Linked DNA regions of Mus musculus: region 2 is linked to region 1. A link is a contact called in public HiChIP or PLAC-seq data. All regions are on one chromosome and are shown on one strand. The core of a region is the stretch at or near the end of the contact, and the rest is flanking DNA. Distances in the headings are between cores, read along the strand shown.

What was found. HiChIP or PLAC-seq counts read pairs in DNA pulled down with a chosen protein or histone mark.
Region 2: an H3K4me3 HiChIP or PLAC-seq map of bone marrow-derived macrophages shows a contact between it and region 1, with 3 times the contacts expected there. The contact joins the promoter of Abcg4 here to the enhancer-like site in region 1. A contact is called at or near these places in 8 of 39 promoter capture datasets (3T3-L1-derived adipocytes, the C10 cell line, the HPC-7 cell line and 3 more), 9 of 484 Hi-C or Micro-C datasets (B cells, bone marrow-derived macrophages, double positive thymocytes and 6 more), 2 of 115 datasets of contacts at active chromatin or transcription factors (bone marrow-derived macrophages and large pre-B cells) and 3 of 9 other capture datasets (adipose tissue, liver and pancreatic islet).

Annotation. Positions count from the first base shown.
Region 1 is chr9:44,179,803-44,184,591 of GRCm38.p6, forward strand. All of the region lies in intron 2 of Cbl (Casitas B-lineage lymphoma), which reads right to left. Among named protein-coding and RNA genes, the nearest start is that of Mcam, 48 kb to the left of the region's middle. Within about 2 kb of position 2,674, at least 28 of the 459 cell types and tissues checked have an H3K27ac peak or open chromatin away from gene starts, as enhancers often do. A contact at or near this core is called in B cells, bone marrow-derived macrophages and double positive thymocytes, where this site is marked.
Region 2 is chr9:44,286,392-44,291,180 of GRCm38.p6, forward strand. Abcg4 (ATP binding cassette subfamily G member 4) reads right to left here and starts at 1,853. Exons shown (of 15, transcript NM_138955.3): 1 at 1,623-1,853; 2 at 825-1,074. The coding sequence starts at 1,062.

The DNA.
Region 1 (4,789 bases), core at 1,424-3,923:
TGGTTACACAATATGACCATCGGGGACTTTCATGGTAATCTAACCTATGGCATCATGTTAGGCATGATGCGACCTCAATGCGACCAGGGTATCTGTGCTCTTCCTAGATTCCGGATTCTTGGGAAAAGTATGGGACAATTAAGAGGCTGTTTGACCCCTCGTGGATAGCTACTTATGCTATGATGGGAGAAATGGTCATACTAATAATTATTTTAAGTGTCTCACACAGCATATCTGCAGGCAGTGTTCCATAAATAAGGTGGCCCTCCAGGTGCCAATGATGGCTCTCGAAAGTCCTGATTGCGTTCCCCCTCCCCCCAAGAAAATGATCAAAGCACGGATGGCAAAGATCCATGAGACCACCATGTAGGCTGTCCCTTGTGTGTCATGCCTCCGGACTGATAGCTCTTTGAGGGCTGGTAGTCAATGACAGGTAAGATCCTGGAAGACAGGACAACCCAAGACATACATAGTCCAGAATATTGGGAATCCTCTGTGGTAGGGTCAACAATGTCAAGGCAATGGCACCCCAGTTCCTACTAGGCTGTCAAAACCTAAAAACAAAAGGGTGGACATGTAGCAGGAACGGTAGGGCCACCTCTGTGTAAACGCTGGGGGGTGGGTGGGGGGGCGAGACAGCCTCAAAAGCATCTCCTGCAGAAGGACCTAACTAAGGACTGCCTGAGAGACCAAGGATTGCTGGTACAGATAATGTCAGACAATCAGGAACTGCTGTTTAGAAGAAATGCTTTCTTGGGACCAATGGGGGCGTGGGTAAAGGGTGCTAAAGGAGCTTGTAGCAGTGTTCAGGGAGCTTGGAGGACACTCACCCCAAAAGAGATCTCACATGGTGCTCAAAGTACCTCCTGCCAGCTGCTTAAGCTTGCTCATAAGTACAAGCCAGAGACAAAATAGGAGAAGAAGCAAAGGCTACTGTGCCTGTGGTAAGAAGAAAGCTGCTGGCAAGGGGGACACCCCAACTAAGAGACTGAGCAGGGGTCAATATAGTCACCACTTTGGTGGGGAAGAAGAATGCTCAGCTGATAGTAACTCCCCACAACACAGAGCCCATTGAGCTGGCGGTTTTCCTGCCTGCCCTGTGTTGAAAGGTGGGGGTCTCTTACTGAATCATCAAGGGAAAGGCCAGGCTGGGTGACTGGACCACAGGAAGATGTGCACTACTGTTGCCCTCATACAGGTTAACTTGGAAGACAATAGTAAAAGCTATTAGGTCTAATTACAACGACAGATGATGAGATCCGCCGCTACTAAGGAGGCAATATCCTGGGTCCTAAGTCTGTGGCTCCCATTGCCAAGCTGGAAAGGGCAAAGGCTAAAAAACTCATCACTAAACTGGGTTAAATATACACTGCTAAGTTTTCTGTATGTAAATATAATTACAAAATTATCTTTAAAAGCAACAAACAAACAAAAAAACAAGAAAAAAGCCTGTGATATTGGAGCCAGAAAAATGACTCTGCAGATGAAGGCACTTGACACCAAACATAATGCTCTGTGCCACACAGTGGAAACACCTCCAAAAGTTGTCCTCTAATCCTTCCACAACAGTTGTCACAAGCATTGCCCCACAACACAAAATAAATAAGTGTAAAAATTTTAAGCTCTTATAATTAGAAGCTTTCCTTAATAAAATATGGGAAGTCTTGAGTATTATAAACATAAATTTAGATATAAAGCTACCTTAACAATAAGGGTAATGGACTTTAAAAGTGAAGTGACCAGTGCCTGGAAGTCCTTCATGCACGGGTACTGTCACAAGTGGTGACTGTAGTTCTTTCGCTGTCAAATTCCAAAACCTTTACATGCAACACTAGTGTCATCCAAGAAGAACATACCGAGAAAACAATCATAACTCAGTAACAACATCCTCTGCTCAGCACACTAACCAACTAAAAATACACACCATGAAACGTCTCTCAACAGGAAGTCAGACGAAATGCTAACTCTTATCTACTGAAGTTGTTCTTTTAAAAGAGAGAGCTTGGAGTCATGGCACACATCTGTTATACCCCAGCACTTGTTAAAATAGGAAGATGTCTACTTCAAAAGCAGCAAGTATGAGCTGTATAGCAAAACCATACCCAAACCCATCCATACACACAGAGAAATACATATGAATATAAAATATGAAAGGGATTTTCAATCAATATATCTAAACATATCAATGACCCCCCCCCATAAGTATATATCATATCAGTTGGGCGTGGTGGTGCACTCCTTTAATCTCAGCACTGAGAGGCAGAGGCAGATGGATCTTTTTGAGTTCCAGGCCAGCCTGGTCAACAGAGTGAGTACTAGGACAGCCAGGGCTACACTGAGAAACCCTGTCTTGAAAAGCAAAACAAAAAAGATATATATAATACCATACTCATGGTCCAATTTATGTGATACCCCCACTGTAAGGTAACAGTAGTAAGGAACCAAGGAGAGAAGGCAGCAGCAGCCTATACGAATCTCCAACAGCCGCTTCACACTTTGTACTCCCACTGAATCAACTGTGTGTATGTATGCACCAGGCAAGTCCTCTACAACTGAGCTAAGGTGCCAGCAGAATTGGTTACTTTTACTTTATGTATATAAATGTTTTGCCTGTATGCATGTGTGTGTGCCATGTACATGCAGTGCCAGAGTAAGCCAGGAGGAGGAGCAGGATCCCTTGGAACTGAAGTAACAGATAGCTGGTAGTCTACATGAGGATTATGGGAACTGAATTTAGTTCCTACCCAAGAGCAGCAAGTGTTCTTAACCACTAAGACATCTCTCCAGTTCCCAAATGAATCTTAAAATACAGATCCTTTATTCCTGTCACGTGTAACTCTGGCCATGAACCAACAAAAAATACCATCATAACCTAATTCACCTTTCTGAACAATACTCAGTGCTCTCCCAAAATACTCTCTACTTTCTAAGCCCCATGCCTTTCATGGTGGCAGTACATCAATAGTACATGTATCTCTTCATAGTCAGCTTTTTCCCTTTTAATGCTAGAGATCTAACTAACCTAGAAGCTTGTACATGAAAAATAATTGCTCTATTACTGAGCCATGCCCTAGTCCTTCCATGAGCTTGTTAGTAAGTGTCAGAACTGATCTATGTGATTCAAGAGCTGGAGAGCTCTACTATGATACATATTTTTCCTTCCAATGACTATCATTATGGAATGTTGCCTGTTCTTCAATGTTCTCAGATCCTACCTCCTCGGGTAGGGGAGAGAAAAGTCACTCATCCAAATTTAATATCTATTCTTCCCTTCTGAACAAACTGTATCATCTTGTTTAGATGTTTCATGGCTCTATCATACCTGCTGTGTGAGAACTGTCTTCCTTCCACCATTTGGAAGACAATTCTTCAGGGGCAGAAACAAAGTGTGTGGCACTTTCTCTGTATCTACATCGTACTTTATCTCTAAATTAGGTTACCCATCTGTAAATGACTTGTTAAAACACTCAACAGTACGGCACAGGCTTTTGGGCAAGTACCCCCAATGAACCAACCAACCCAAGAAATCAGCACCCAACCCTGGACACCATAAGCCACTGTTCTTTTTTTTAATCTGCTGTGGTAGTTTCTTGATCTTTAACTGTTTTTTCATGACAGCTGTTCTCCAGAGCACTAGTCAGTTTTTTTGTACAATGCCTTCAACACATCTGACTCACGTGTTTCTTTTTACAACTAGGATTATGAGTTCATGAAAAAAAGCAGGAATGGGTGCCCTTGACACATGTCACAGTATCTTGCTGGTATCACTCCAATCACTTAATTATAGTAATTTTGACCATGCCTCTTCACTGTGTAGCTATTTTTTCCTAATTCCTTTGCAACAAATTCACTTAAATTTTAAAACAATATTACAATTTGAATTAAAGCATAGGCTAGATTACATAGTATACACCTGTAATCCCAGAATTCAAGAAGCTAGGAGGGGAAATCATGGGCTGCATAGAACGACCCTATCTCAAAAATCAAAGCCACCATTGACACACATTTTGGAGGTTAGTACCTTTGTTTTTTTCAGTGTAGCTAGAAAACATAAAATAACTCAAGAATCATGAACTATGTGTCTCTTAGAGATCAGGACTTGTCTGCAGCTGAAAGCCTATTAGCCCATAGTATCAGTTACCGCTTCTCTGTACCAGCTTCTACTTTTTGTTTTTGGTTTCTTTGTTTTTTAAGACAGGGTTTCTCTGGGTAGCCCTGCTGTCCTGGAACTTAGGATGGCCTTAAACTCGGAGATCCAACCTGCCTCTGCCTCCCACGTGCTGGGATTAAAGCCGTGCACTTTCACTGCCTCCACCTTAAGACTAATTCTATAAACCTCCAGAATCTCCTTTCACAAGGACAAATAAGGAAGCATCTTTTATGGCTACGAATGGCATGCACTTAAACATAAAATAAAAATACAGAGACAAAACCAATCACACTCAATGGGAGACAGTTCTAATAGAATCTAATCAAATATGTAAAAAGTCTATCCAGTTATGATTAATTATTTAACTCCTGAGTACATAGCACATTAAGCATCCATTTCTATTTAAACACATGAGTTCCCTGAACAAGCACACTACTGCTACCAAGTTTTTCTGTCCCCAAAGATTGGGAAAGAATGTGGAATTTTTAGATCATTCTAAAAATCTAGGGGAATGAATCAAAGCCAGAGAATTTTCATCATCAAGGCCATCTCATCAATTTAGAGTAACGGACCACACATACACTTTATAATTTTTTATGTAACTTAGGAAGTTTTCTAGACTTGAAAGAATGGATGGGA
Region 2 (4,789 bases), core at 603-3,102, 110 kb after region 1:
CAGAGAGGACATCGTCTCAGCCCCACCCCTAGCCCACACCCAGCTCTGGGAAGCAAACCCAGCCCAACCTCTAGGCTCCCAGCCCAGCTATTGGATTAGGCACTTGTGGGGGGCTCTAGGAAACCTGTCCTGATGGGGAGGAGAGAGGAGGATGGGGGAACTCCAGTGTTTCTAGGCTTTGGGCTCTGCTCTGCCTCTTACTAGCAGGGGGACATTGGTCAGGTTATTCAACTTCCCCAAGTCCCAGTTTCCTCATTGGTAACACGAACATGACATCCCTTCTGTCTGATCCCCACCCCTCCCGATTCCAGGGACTGTGGCAATTCGAGAATGGAGTAAGATGGCTGGAATGAGAACATCTTTAAAAATAGGTGTAAGGATACTGTTGGACCTTGAAAACAGCCTCCACAGATAGAGTGGTCCCCTTCCCCAAACCGACCTTCACAGGCAGGGAGAGAGAGAGAGAGAGAGAGAGAGAGAGAGAGAGAGAGAGAGAGAGAGAGAGAGAGAGGACTGAGAGAGAGAGAGGACTGAGAGAGAGAGAAGACTGAGAAAGAGAAGACTAAGAGAGAGAAGAGACTGAGAGAGAGAAGACTGAGAGAGACTGAGAGATTGAGAGGTCATAGGGTCTATTTAGAAGAAAAAGCTTCAATAGCTGTTTGAACTCCCATAGTGCTGGCAGATGTGGGGAGCAGGGATCTTGTACCTCAACTGCAGTTGTGCAGTGAGGGTTAGGGCCCACAAAGCTCGCAGAGTAGGGTATCCCCAGGACTTATGCTCCTGGAAAGGCAACTCAGGGAGAGTCCCATGGGGCTGCCACCTACCCCGTTTGCGCCAGCAGGGCCCCTCCCGCACGGAATAGGACAGTTCCACGAACTCGATGTCCACAGCAGAGCGCTTGGGCAGGTGAGAGAAGCGCTGTGCTTCTGTGATATGGTTCTCCACCTTCTTTAGGTGCGTGGTCAGCACAGGGGGCTCTGCCCCGTCCTCCAGTGTCACAGCCATGGCCACAGCCCCAGGGCCCAGTCCACAGCCCACGGCCTCCAATGCCTTCTCCGCCATCACGCAGCCGGCCTGCAGGAGAGGGCCTGCTTAGCTCCGGGCAGACCCTCCAGCCCTTGCTCAAGGCGCCATAGCTTTCCGATGCTGCCCCGCCTCCACTCCTCCCACCCCAGCCTCCTTCTCCGGGCAGATCCCCCAACTGTCCGCACCCCTTTTCCCGCCGGGTCTTATGCACTCGGGCAGCACACACCCGGTGGTGCAGTGACACTCAGTTGCGACCTCGCCTCGTTCCTTGGCAGTCTCAGCCTGGCCTTGCTCGCCTGGCCCATCGAAGCTGTGCCCGCTCCTCCCTCCCCGCCGCGGCCTTAATCTCCTTACCCCACAGACAAGCAGTCCCTGGGGGCCGGGCGAGGGTAACCACCCGCTCGGAGGTCGGGGAAGCTAGGAGGCACAGGGTGGGCCGGGGGAGGCTCTGGCCTCGGCTCCGAGCCCCTCTCTGCACGGACTGGCACCGCTCCTCGGCCGGCCTCCCCATCCCGCTCCTCCGGACTGTTCCCCCAAACAGCGACAGACCCCAGACCCTCCAAGCCGACCCTCTTGTCCCCTGCTCGCCTGGTCACCTTGACGCGTCTCCGGCCGCTGCGACGCAAGGATGCTCAGCAGAGATGCTCAACCGGGATGTTCGACCCGGATGCTCAGCGTTGCGGCGCGGGAGGTGGACACTCCGGCTCTCTTCACCTGCCTCTGGCTGCGGCACCCGCGCCCCGGCTCCCTGTCCCGGTGGCCCGGGCCGGGGCGGGGCTAGGCCAGGGCGGGCAGTAGAGGAAGGCAGGGCTCGGGTCAGAAAGGATGACACAGTTGCGGAGAGATGGTTGAGGTCCCGCCGCGATCCCACTTGGATGAACCCGCCGGGTTCTCGTAGTCTGGTCCCCAGCGCCTGTCCTCTGGACCTAGTCGGGCGGCAGTGTTCTCTTCCAAGCTTCTGCTCGCTGGTCCTGCTGCTCTTAAAGGGCCCGTACTGCCCCTCACTCCGCGAGTAGCAAGGATGGAGGTGGTGAAAGCTATGCCTGCAGAGTTGGGGCCCGAATGGGGCCCTTTTTTGGACCTAGGACTGAGGTCAACCCGGAGGTCACCAAGGGAGGGAGACTTGATGTTACTCAGAGAGGCAGGTCCTTGAGCGGTAGGTGCCCAGGGGGGTTGGGAAGCTGTCGGTCTATCTGCATACACAAACCCCTCATTGCTTATCTCTTGCAGTTCAGCTTTGGAGCGCAGCCCCACCCAACCCTAAAGTACAAAGGACTTGAATGTATAATTCTTGAGACTTTGAGACAGCCTCTCACGCCTCTTCACATCCCCCCTCTCTAAGGGCTCAAGAGGACACTAGTTATGAAGAGACAGGGGATAGTAGTTATGACAAAGCCTGCAGGCAGCTCCAAGGTTAACCTTGACCCAGTCACAGCCTGCTTTGGCCATCAAAGTCTTTATTCTATTCGACCAGCCAGATTCAGGTCTCCAAGCCAGTATAGGCTGATCTAAGAGGCTGCAGTCCATACATACACAAAGCTCTTCAGATTCTGTCTTGGACGGCTTTTCATAGACATGGACATTCTCTCTCACCTACAAGCGTGGCTGGGTCCTCAGAGCGCTTACACCGCCCCCGCCCCCGCACCCCGCCTACTTGCTTTGGCCCTTTCTCAATTACTCTTGGCTCCTGCCTGCCCTATCCTCTATTTCTTTAAGGGGTCAGTAAGTCACGTGACCTGAGCTTTTTAGTTCCCGCCTGTCACATGCAGAGACAGATAGGAGGTAGGTAGGCTTAGGTTCTGGGTACTGCTTCCACTGCTACTGCAGCGGAAGATGCTAATAATCCAACACCAGCCCCCAACCCTCGCCCAAACCTCTCTGCAGCCCAGGAAACTAGCGACCCTGCAGGACATGTCCACACCCACCCTGAGACTATGAGGTTCATGGGGGTTTGGGATCCAATCTTTCCCAATTTCCCTTCATCCCTGTCTCACCTATGGTCATTCCTCAGGACCAATCTTCGAATTTTCCAGATGGACCCTCTATTCTTCAAGTTAATCTCCAATACCTCATGATAGACAATACCCCAATGATTGCTTTGTATGTAAGCGCGCGCGCGTGCGTTAGGGTCTCACTAACTCAGGCTGTTGCTGAGGCTGGCTTTGACTGCCCAGTCTTCCCCCTCTCTTGGGTGCAGTGACTATAAACATGTCACCAGGCCTGTCTAACATAAGTACTTACTGAAAAACTACTATAAACTGTACACTCTTCTCAGATAATCTTAGTACTCCATGAAGCAGGGTTTTTGCTTTATTTTGTTGAGACAGTATCTTACTATGTAGTTTTGGCTGGCCTGGAATTTGGTAAGTAGACCAGGATGGCCTCACACTTCTAGAGATCTGCCTATGACGCAGGGTTTTTTTTAACTTTCCTTTGGAGAAAAGAAACTGAGAAATAAGAAGATTAAGCATTATGCCAAAGGGTCAGGCATAGCAAATCCAAAGGATAGGTTCGAAACCCAAAGTCTCTGGTTTTACCCATTTTGCTAACCTGTCATCTCAGAACCCTATTTACAAATGGACTTCAGGATCCCACATATCCCAAACTTAATGAAGACATAACATTTGGCATATTTAAATTTTATTTCTCCGTTTTGAGTTTCAAGGATCAGATCAGATATGCAGGCTACCAGGCTTGCACAGCTCAACAGCCCAGTATTCCGATGTGTACTCATCTTACCAGATGTCTTAGTCACTCTTCCATTGCTGTGAACAGACACCATGACCAAGGCAACTCTTATAAAAGAAAGCATTTAATTAGGGACTTCCTTACAGTTTCAGAGGCTTAGTCCATTATCATCACAGCAGAGGGCACGGGTGTTGGGAGGGGGGAAGGAAGCAGGCAGGTGTGGTGCTGGAGAAGTGCTGAGAGATACATCCTGATCCACAACCAGAGAGAGAGAGCGAGAGAGCGAGAGAGCGAGAGAGCAAGAGAGAGAGAGATCTCCACCATCACATCACTCTGGGTCTCCTATGAGCTTTTTGAAACCTCCAAGACCATCCCCAGTGACATTCCTCTTTCAACAAGGCCACACCTCCTAATCCTTCTTAAACAGTGCCACTTCCTGGTGACTAAGCATTCAAATATATGAGGGGGGCATAATTCTTATTGAAACCCTCACACTTGAGTAATAGTATATATTATCTTCTCACATATTTATCACTTCTTTCTGTTGGATATATCCAACCTACTAGCTTTTTTGAAGTATCCAATCACTGGCACCCACAGTTAGCCCACCGTTATAACACATCAGAAATGGTTTTCCCAGGGCTGAGGGTACAACTCAGTGGTTCAACCCTCAGCACCGCACACGAAAGCTTTTACTATTGCACACTGTGCCTGCTGACCTCTCCCCACCCCCACCACCTCAACCCCACGGAGTCTTCTCTTGAGCAGGTTCCTCATCTCTTCGCCTCATCAGGAACATGGAGATGGCAAACGCACAGCATAACTGGTCGGGCATGGAGGCACATGTCATAGTCCTGGCACTGAATGAGGAGGACCTTGAGGTCAAGGGTAGCCTTGTGATTCTCAGAGACCATGCAGCCCTGGGGGTAGGGGTGCCAGCACGGGGAGGGGGAAATGCTGCCCATGATTCAGGATCATTTTCTTTCTCCAGAACGATACCCCACTTCTTGGCAAAGGAGAAGCCACACTTATCCTAGATAGACCTTGTACCTTACCAACAGTGGTTGTCACACTT